Regions from separate parts of the Mus musculus genome. Here region 2 is linked to region 1. The links are chromatin contacts, called in public promoter capture Hi-C maps. All regions are on one chromosome and are shown on one strand. Each heading gives the region's core, a stretch centred on a gene start, on an enhancer-like site or on the middle of the called end of the contact. The rest is flanking DNA. Distances are from core to core; before and after follow the strand shown.

Region 1 (2,987 bases), core at 243-2,742:
AGAGTGACTACTAATAGTACCACTGAGTGTAACGTGCAGTTTAAGAAATGTTTATTATGAAGCCCTTTATTACTGTTTGGTTTTTGAAGCCAGGCTTGGTGGCACTTGCCTTTAATCCCAGTGATAAAGATACAGAGGCAGGTGGATCTCTATGAGTTCCAAGCCATCCAGGGACACATAAGTGAGACCCTATTTCATTTTATTTTTGACAATAAGTCACCAAATCAAATGGAGTAGCTTTGGAATGTGACAGAAAGTAGGAGTCCAATTACCCACTTCTTTTTTTCCCTTTTGTGTATGTGTGTGCATGTATACATACATGTTTGTGTATGTGGGTGTGGCTGCCCGTGCAAGCATGCATGCACAGGCCAGAGGTCAACTCTGAGTGTTGTCCTCATACGTTCTCCACTTTATTTATTTATTTATTTATTTATTTATTTTTGAAACTGGGTCTTTTTGATTGTCTTTGGGTTTCGAGACAGGGTTTCTCTGTGTAGCCCTGGCTGTCCTGGAACTCACTCTGGAGATCAGGCTGGCCTCAAACTCAGAGATCCACCTGCCTCTGCCTCTAGGGTGCTAGGATTAGAGGCGTGCGCCACCACCACCTGGCCTGAGACAGGGTCCTGAACTGAACCTGGAGCAGTATATGTGCGTGCGTGCGTGCGTGCGTGCGTGCGTGCGTGCGTGCGTGCGTGCGTGCGTGCGTGCGTGTGTGCGTGTGTGTGTGTGTGTGCGTGCGCATGTGCGCGCGCGCGCGCCTGTGTGGTGTTGGTAGAGTAAGGCGCTTTCTGAGGCCAGAGGAGATGTCGCATGTCTTGCTGTCCATTCTTTACCTTATGCCCTTGAGGCAGGGTCTCCCATTGAACTTGGAGCTAGACTGGCAGCCAGCAAGCCTCACAGGTCCTCCTGCTCTGACACCCACAGCTCTGGGACTACAGGCATCCATAGCCACACCACTTGTTTTATGTAGGTGCTGAGATTCAAACTCAGGTCTTCATGTTTGCCCAGAAGTGCTCTTACCACAGAGACATCTCCTCAGTCCTTGTTCTAGTTCTGGGCCTGACTTGGTTCTTCCTATGAAGAACTGTGGTTCCGCTAGAGTCATTAATCAAATGATATGTTTTTATGCTTTTGGGAGTGGGCAGAGCAGGGTCTCATGTAGACAACAGTTGCTTTGAATTCACTATGTGGGCTAGTGCTAGTCTAGAATTCCTGGGCCTCCTGCCTCTGCCTGCTAAATGCTGGGATTATAAGTGTGTGTCACCAGGCCAGGCTTTAGGCTTATCTAAAACATAGTTTGACAGCTTTAAAGGCTCATCAGGAAATAGCACTGAGCTCATAAAAAGTAGTTACAGTCACACTAATTTCAGACGAAGAGTTATGGCAGCGAGCGTTCAACATGGCGATGTGGGGCACTTCCTACTGAGGATGGTGGTTACAGAAGGGTTGAATGCAAAGGGGAATATGTCTGGTAGCCTGGCACACGGCCTCACCACAGTCTTCATTACATAAGCAATAACAACCGGCCCCCACATCCTTGTTCACACCCAGATGAGTTAAAGTGAAAGAGGAACCATCATAGCATCTAGATAAAATATTACTCGGGTGGGGGAGGGAATAATTACCTAATTAATACAGGGGAAAAAAAGGGCCAGCAACACGGCTTGCAACATGGCTCAAAGTGCTTGGTGTCTTGCTGCCGTGCCTGATGACCTAAGTTTGAGTCCCAGACTCAAATAGTGTAAGAGAAATCTAACTTCAGCAAGTTGTCTTCTGACCTCTACACATGCATGAATCCTGACATACTACACACACACACACACACACACACACACACACACACACACAGAGTGTTTAGAAAGAAAGAGATTTTGTTTGTCCTGGTAAAAGCTTAAGTCATACGAATTGTACCTCCTGCCTAGAGATGGTGCTGCCCATCCTGGGATGGGTCCTCCAACATCAACAGGAGATTAAGGAAATGCCTCACAGGCATGACCACAGGTCGCTCTGATCTAGGCAATTCCTCTTTTGAGGTTTCTCTCTTCTCAGGTGTCTCGGGGTTTGTGTCAAGCTGAAACTTGTGACACACACTTAAGAACCACAAAGATGCCAAGGTGGTGTGTGCACTTTTAATCCCAGCACGGGAGGCAGAGGCAGACAGATCTCTGAACTTGAGGCCAGCCTGGTCTACATAGTAAGTTCCAGGACAACCAGGGTTACACAGAGAAACAACCACATAGACCACAAATAATAAGGTAAGGAAGGGAGGGAGGGAGGGAATAAGGGAAGGGAGGGAGAAGGGAAGGAAGGAAGGAAGGAAAGAAGGAAGGAAGGAAGGAAGGAAGGAAGGGAGGGAGGGAGGGAGGGAGAAAGGGAAGGAAGGAAAGGAAAAAGACCAGGCAACAAGAAGGTGTAGCTGAGGCAAAGAACTCTTGTTTCAACACTGGGGAGGTCTTGGGTGGATACCCCCAAACTGCAAGATAAAGCAAAATAAGACAAAAAACACATCAGAGAAACCTGTGACCGTGGCTGGAGAGATGGCTCGGCACTTAAGAACACTTGCTGCTCCCGCAGAGGATCTGAGTTCAGTTCCCAGCACACACATCAGGTGGCACACAACCACCTTTAACTCCAGCATCATGGGATCTGATGCCCCTTTTTTGGCCTTCTCGGGTATCTGCACACATGTGCACATACCCACACACAGATAACACTCATGTACACATACATGAAAACAAAATAAATCTTTAAAATGTCCACCTAAGCTAATAACTTCTGTAAGCTCTGGAATAAAGCAAATCTGAAGATGCTCAGGGGCCCCTCTTTGGGAGAAATAGTTGGGTACCTGTTCCCAGACATTGTCTGTCTCCTTTCCTGGCTCTCATGGCTTCTGCAATCTGCTGCATTTGTCCATCCATCCTCACCCCATTAGCTTGTTGCTCTGTTCCCCTAAAGCTGCCATATGCAGTTATGTCCTTAAAGCTACT
Region 2 (3,357 bases), core at 374-2,873, 120 kb before region 1:
AAATGAATGAGGTTGAAAACTGAAGTATGTGTACTTGTTAATGTTTATAACATATTTATTGTTCTTGTTTTACTGAAAATTTGAGAAAGTATGTGATTCTGGGACAGTAATACTAGATTTTGACGTTTTTCTGCAATGTGGAGTTCTGTGGATGTGGTTGTAGGTGGTGGGTGAATTGGCTATATGGGGAAAGGAATGGAGAAATTGCCATCCTTACAGCCTCAGGCATGCATCCTGGCATTCCCTCCTACTTTGGGTTTGTTTGTTTGTTGTTTGTTTTCCTTCATTTTTTTTCTTGGTCTCACACGGCTGCCCCTGTTTGTCCCCTTTTTTGAAGTTTGATGGGTGTTCTCTTCTCATTCAGGTTATACACTCACACCATCAAGTAAATGTGACAACTTGTCTGACTCCAGCCACAGTGAAATCTCCTCTCGGTCCAGCATTGTGAGCAATGGTTCTGTTGACTCCATGTCTGCAGCTGGGCAGGATGAACGCTGTTCCTCCCACAGTCTGGCAGTTCCTGAGCCCACAGGGGCATTGGAAAAGACAGATCACCCTTCCGGGATCTCAGACCACAGTCAGCTTGCTCACGGGTAAACATCCATGTCTGTGCTCTTGCCTCCAAAACAGAACCAGTATGCAGCATTGAGAGCCTGCCTTGCACCCTCCCCCAGTAGCTTAGGTCTATGGCATACTGTGTAAGAGTGTGAGGCTACATGTATGCCCTTTGTACATACTGAGTGTGGAAATTCATGCTACTTGAGAGATACACAGGTTTCCTTTTTTATTGTTTTGGTTTGGTTTTTGTTTCTTTAGACAGAGTTTCTCTGTGTACCCTGGCTGTCCTCAAACTTACAGAGATCCGATCACCTGCTTCTGCCTCTGCCTCTTGACTGCTGGGATTAAAGGAATGTGCTGCAGCTGCCACCTGGTAGATACCCTTTTTGTATGTTCCTGAACTCTCTTTATTCAGGTTACTTTCTGCCATGTATCTCGTCACTCACTAAGAATCCTGTGCACCTGCTGCTGTTACTAGTGGTGTGGCTCCTGGAGAAAGATTTCACCGTACAGCAGACTTCCAGGCCAGCATGTCTGTCCAGCACAATGCAAGAGCTAGGAGAGTAGGGCCAGGCCTTGGTCTGAATTCCCATGTTTAGCCTTTTGACATTGAGACTGTTGTTTTCTTAAAGAAAAAAAAAATTGACATTCAAGAAAAGCACAATTGAGTCTGTCCCTCCTTCAAAAAAAAGGATGTCAAATGCCAATTTCAAATTTCATCTTGTACTTTTATTTAAAGTCAGTCAGGATTTCTTAGAGGAAACATTGCCTAGCTAAGGATTCAGGTGTGTCCTGGGGCCATGTGCTGAGGAGTCTCCAGTATACCACCAGATTACTCATTGCTCATCTGTTTGTCCCCACTTTCAGGTGGATGCTGTCAAAGCCGTGTCTTATCAAGGGTGTAGCTGTCTCATCTTCTCTGAGCAGCGAAGAGATGTCTCATGAGCATGTTGTGCTGGAAGCAGCTGACAGTGGGCGGGGCAGTTGGACTTCCTGTTCCAGCAGCTCCCATGACAACTTCCAAAGCCTTCAAAATCAAAAAAGCTGGGACTTCCTGAATTCTTACAGACACATGCATTTAGATGACCCTATTGCAGAAGTTGAGCCCACTGACTGTGAGCCCTGTGCCTGTCCTAAAGGCTGCTCAAGAACTTGTGGCCAGTGCAAAGGCAGCCTAGAGACGAACCAGCTGAGGCAGAGTTGGGCCTCCTCCAGCTCACTCTCGGACACATGTGAACCAAACTACGGGACAGTTAAGCGGAGGGTGTTGGAAAGTGCACCAGCAGAGGCACCTGATGGCTTGGAGCCCAGGGATACCACTGACCCTGTTTATAAAACTGTCACTTCCAGTACAGACAAGGGCTTGATTGGTAAGTGCAGGGTTTTTGTATCACTGATGTTGAGGCATTATTTGCCCCTCCCCCTAGAAAGAGATACGGGGCTATCTTTACCAGATTTTTTTTTTTAAGAATGGGCTATTTATTTATTTATTTATTTATTTATTTATATGTAAGTACAGTGTAGCTTACTTCAAACACTCCAGAAAAGGGCATCAGATCTCGTTACGGATGGTTGTGAGCCACCATATGGTTGCTGGGATTTGAACTCATGACCTTTGGAAGAGCAGTCTTCCATGCTCTTACCTGCTGAGCCATCTCACCAGCCTTCTTTACCAGATCTTATTCTTTCTCTGACGCTATACTTATTTTCTTCCTTCCACAATTTATTGCTCCAAAATTTGTGGCTTCTCCGGAGCTTTGTTTGTTTTGTTCTGTTTTGTTTTGTTTTGTTTTGTTTTGTTTTTCTCTGTCATGCATGTCCTTGTTTTTATAAAACAAAAAGGGAATTGACAATAATATTAACAGAAAATATACTTGCTATCAGATACACATGGAACACACAGACCCACAGGTAGAGCCTCGGCGATGCCTTTTCTAAAGTTCCATGCCATTAGGAGTATGTGCAGGGAAAGGAAAGATTGTTGTATTGATCTCTAAGTTGTTGGGTCCACAGTTGCTATGTATACATGACAGAAACAACAGGTCCTCTTACTTTTCAGGCAGAGAGACCTGCTAAGATACTGAACCAACTCTGACACAGTAGGTCTTAGCCCCGTGAGTGGACCCTGTACTCACTCTCAGCACCACAGAGACAGAAAGAGACCCCAGGCATTTCTGTGGACCTCACCAGGTGTCAGCTGATGTGAGGGTTGCTGTCTAGTGAGCTTTTGCAGTATATTTAGTCATCAATTTGTTTATTCCCTGAATTAAATGAGTACTTTCACATAATATCTCTACTTCCCTGTTACATGAAATAACTATCAAATGTGCTAATCTTGTAATATCTTGGATTTATTTAGAACTTTTCAGGATTCTAGGAATGTATAAGCACAGGTCCCTCTGAGTGTTAATTTTAATGTCTTTCACTTCTTGGTGATATGGGTAAATCCTTCTTCATTTTTCTCTTCTCTTGACAACTTTTCCACTGTCATACTTAGTCATGTCTGCTTGTCCTCAGATGAAAGCAGAGGCCTATTCTGACCTTGACATTACATTGACCTTAAGATACCACAAAGAGTTAGTTCATCTACACTAAGAAGGCTCATTGATTGCATTGACCTTGACATTACATTACTTTTGAGTTTTACTGGTAGAAGACTAGGAACCCAAAGGACAAAGCTCTTGTTGTGATGGTGTGATGTGCGATGTAGATGTGACTCCTTAAGTCCATTCTGCTCATGTGTTGGCAGTGTCTTAGATGTTCTTTGTATAATCAACAGATAGTTGAACAGGCTTCACT

Evidence for each region. Capture Hi-C pulls out chosen DNA fragments and counts their contacts.
Region 2: a promoter capture Hi-C map of adipose tissue shows a contact between it and region 1. The contact joins two enhancer-like sites. A contact is called at or near these places in 2 of 39 promoter capture datasets (the 3T3-L1 cell line and liver), 3 of 484 Hi-C or Micro-C datasets (bone marrow-derived macrophages, nephron progenitors and rod photoreceptor), 3 of 115 datasets of contacts at active chromatin or transcription factors (CD8 T cells, bone marrow-derived macrophages and large pre-B cells) and 2 of 9 other capture datasets (adipose tissue and liver).

Annotation. Positions count from the first base shown.
Region 1 is chr11:54,806,364-54,809,350 of GRCm38.p6, forward strand. No RefSeq gene overlaps it. Among named protein-coding and RNA genes, the nearest start is that of Lyrm7os, 12 kb to the right of the region's middle. Within about 2 kb of position 1,493, at least 131 of the 459 cell types and tissues checked have an H3K27ac peak or open chromatin away from gene starts, as enhancers often do. A contact at or near this core is called in adipose tissue and bone marrow-derived macrophages, where this site is marked.
Region 2 is chr11:54,689,813-54,693,169 of GRCm38.p6, forward strand. It overlaps Rapgef6 (Rap guanine nucleotide exchange factor (GEF) 6), which reads left to right. Exons shown (of 29, transcript NM_001252494.1): 26 at 365-593; 27 at 1,426-1,928. Among named protein-coding and RNA genes, the nearest start is that of Cdc42se2, 96 kb to the right of the region's middle. Within about 2 kb of position 1,624, at least 24 of the 459 cell types and tissues checked have an H3K27ac peak or open chromatin away from gene starts, as enhancers often do. A contact at or near this core is called in adipose tissue and bone marrow-derived macrophages, where this site is marked.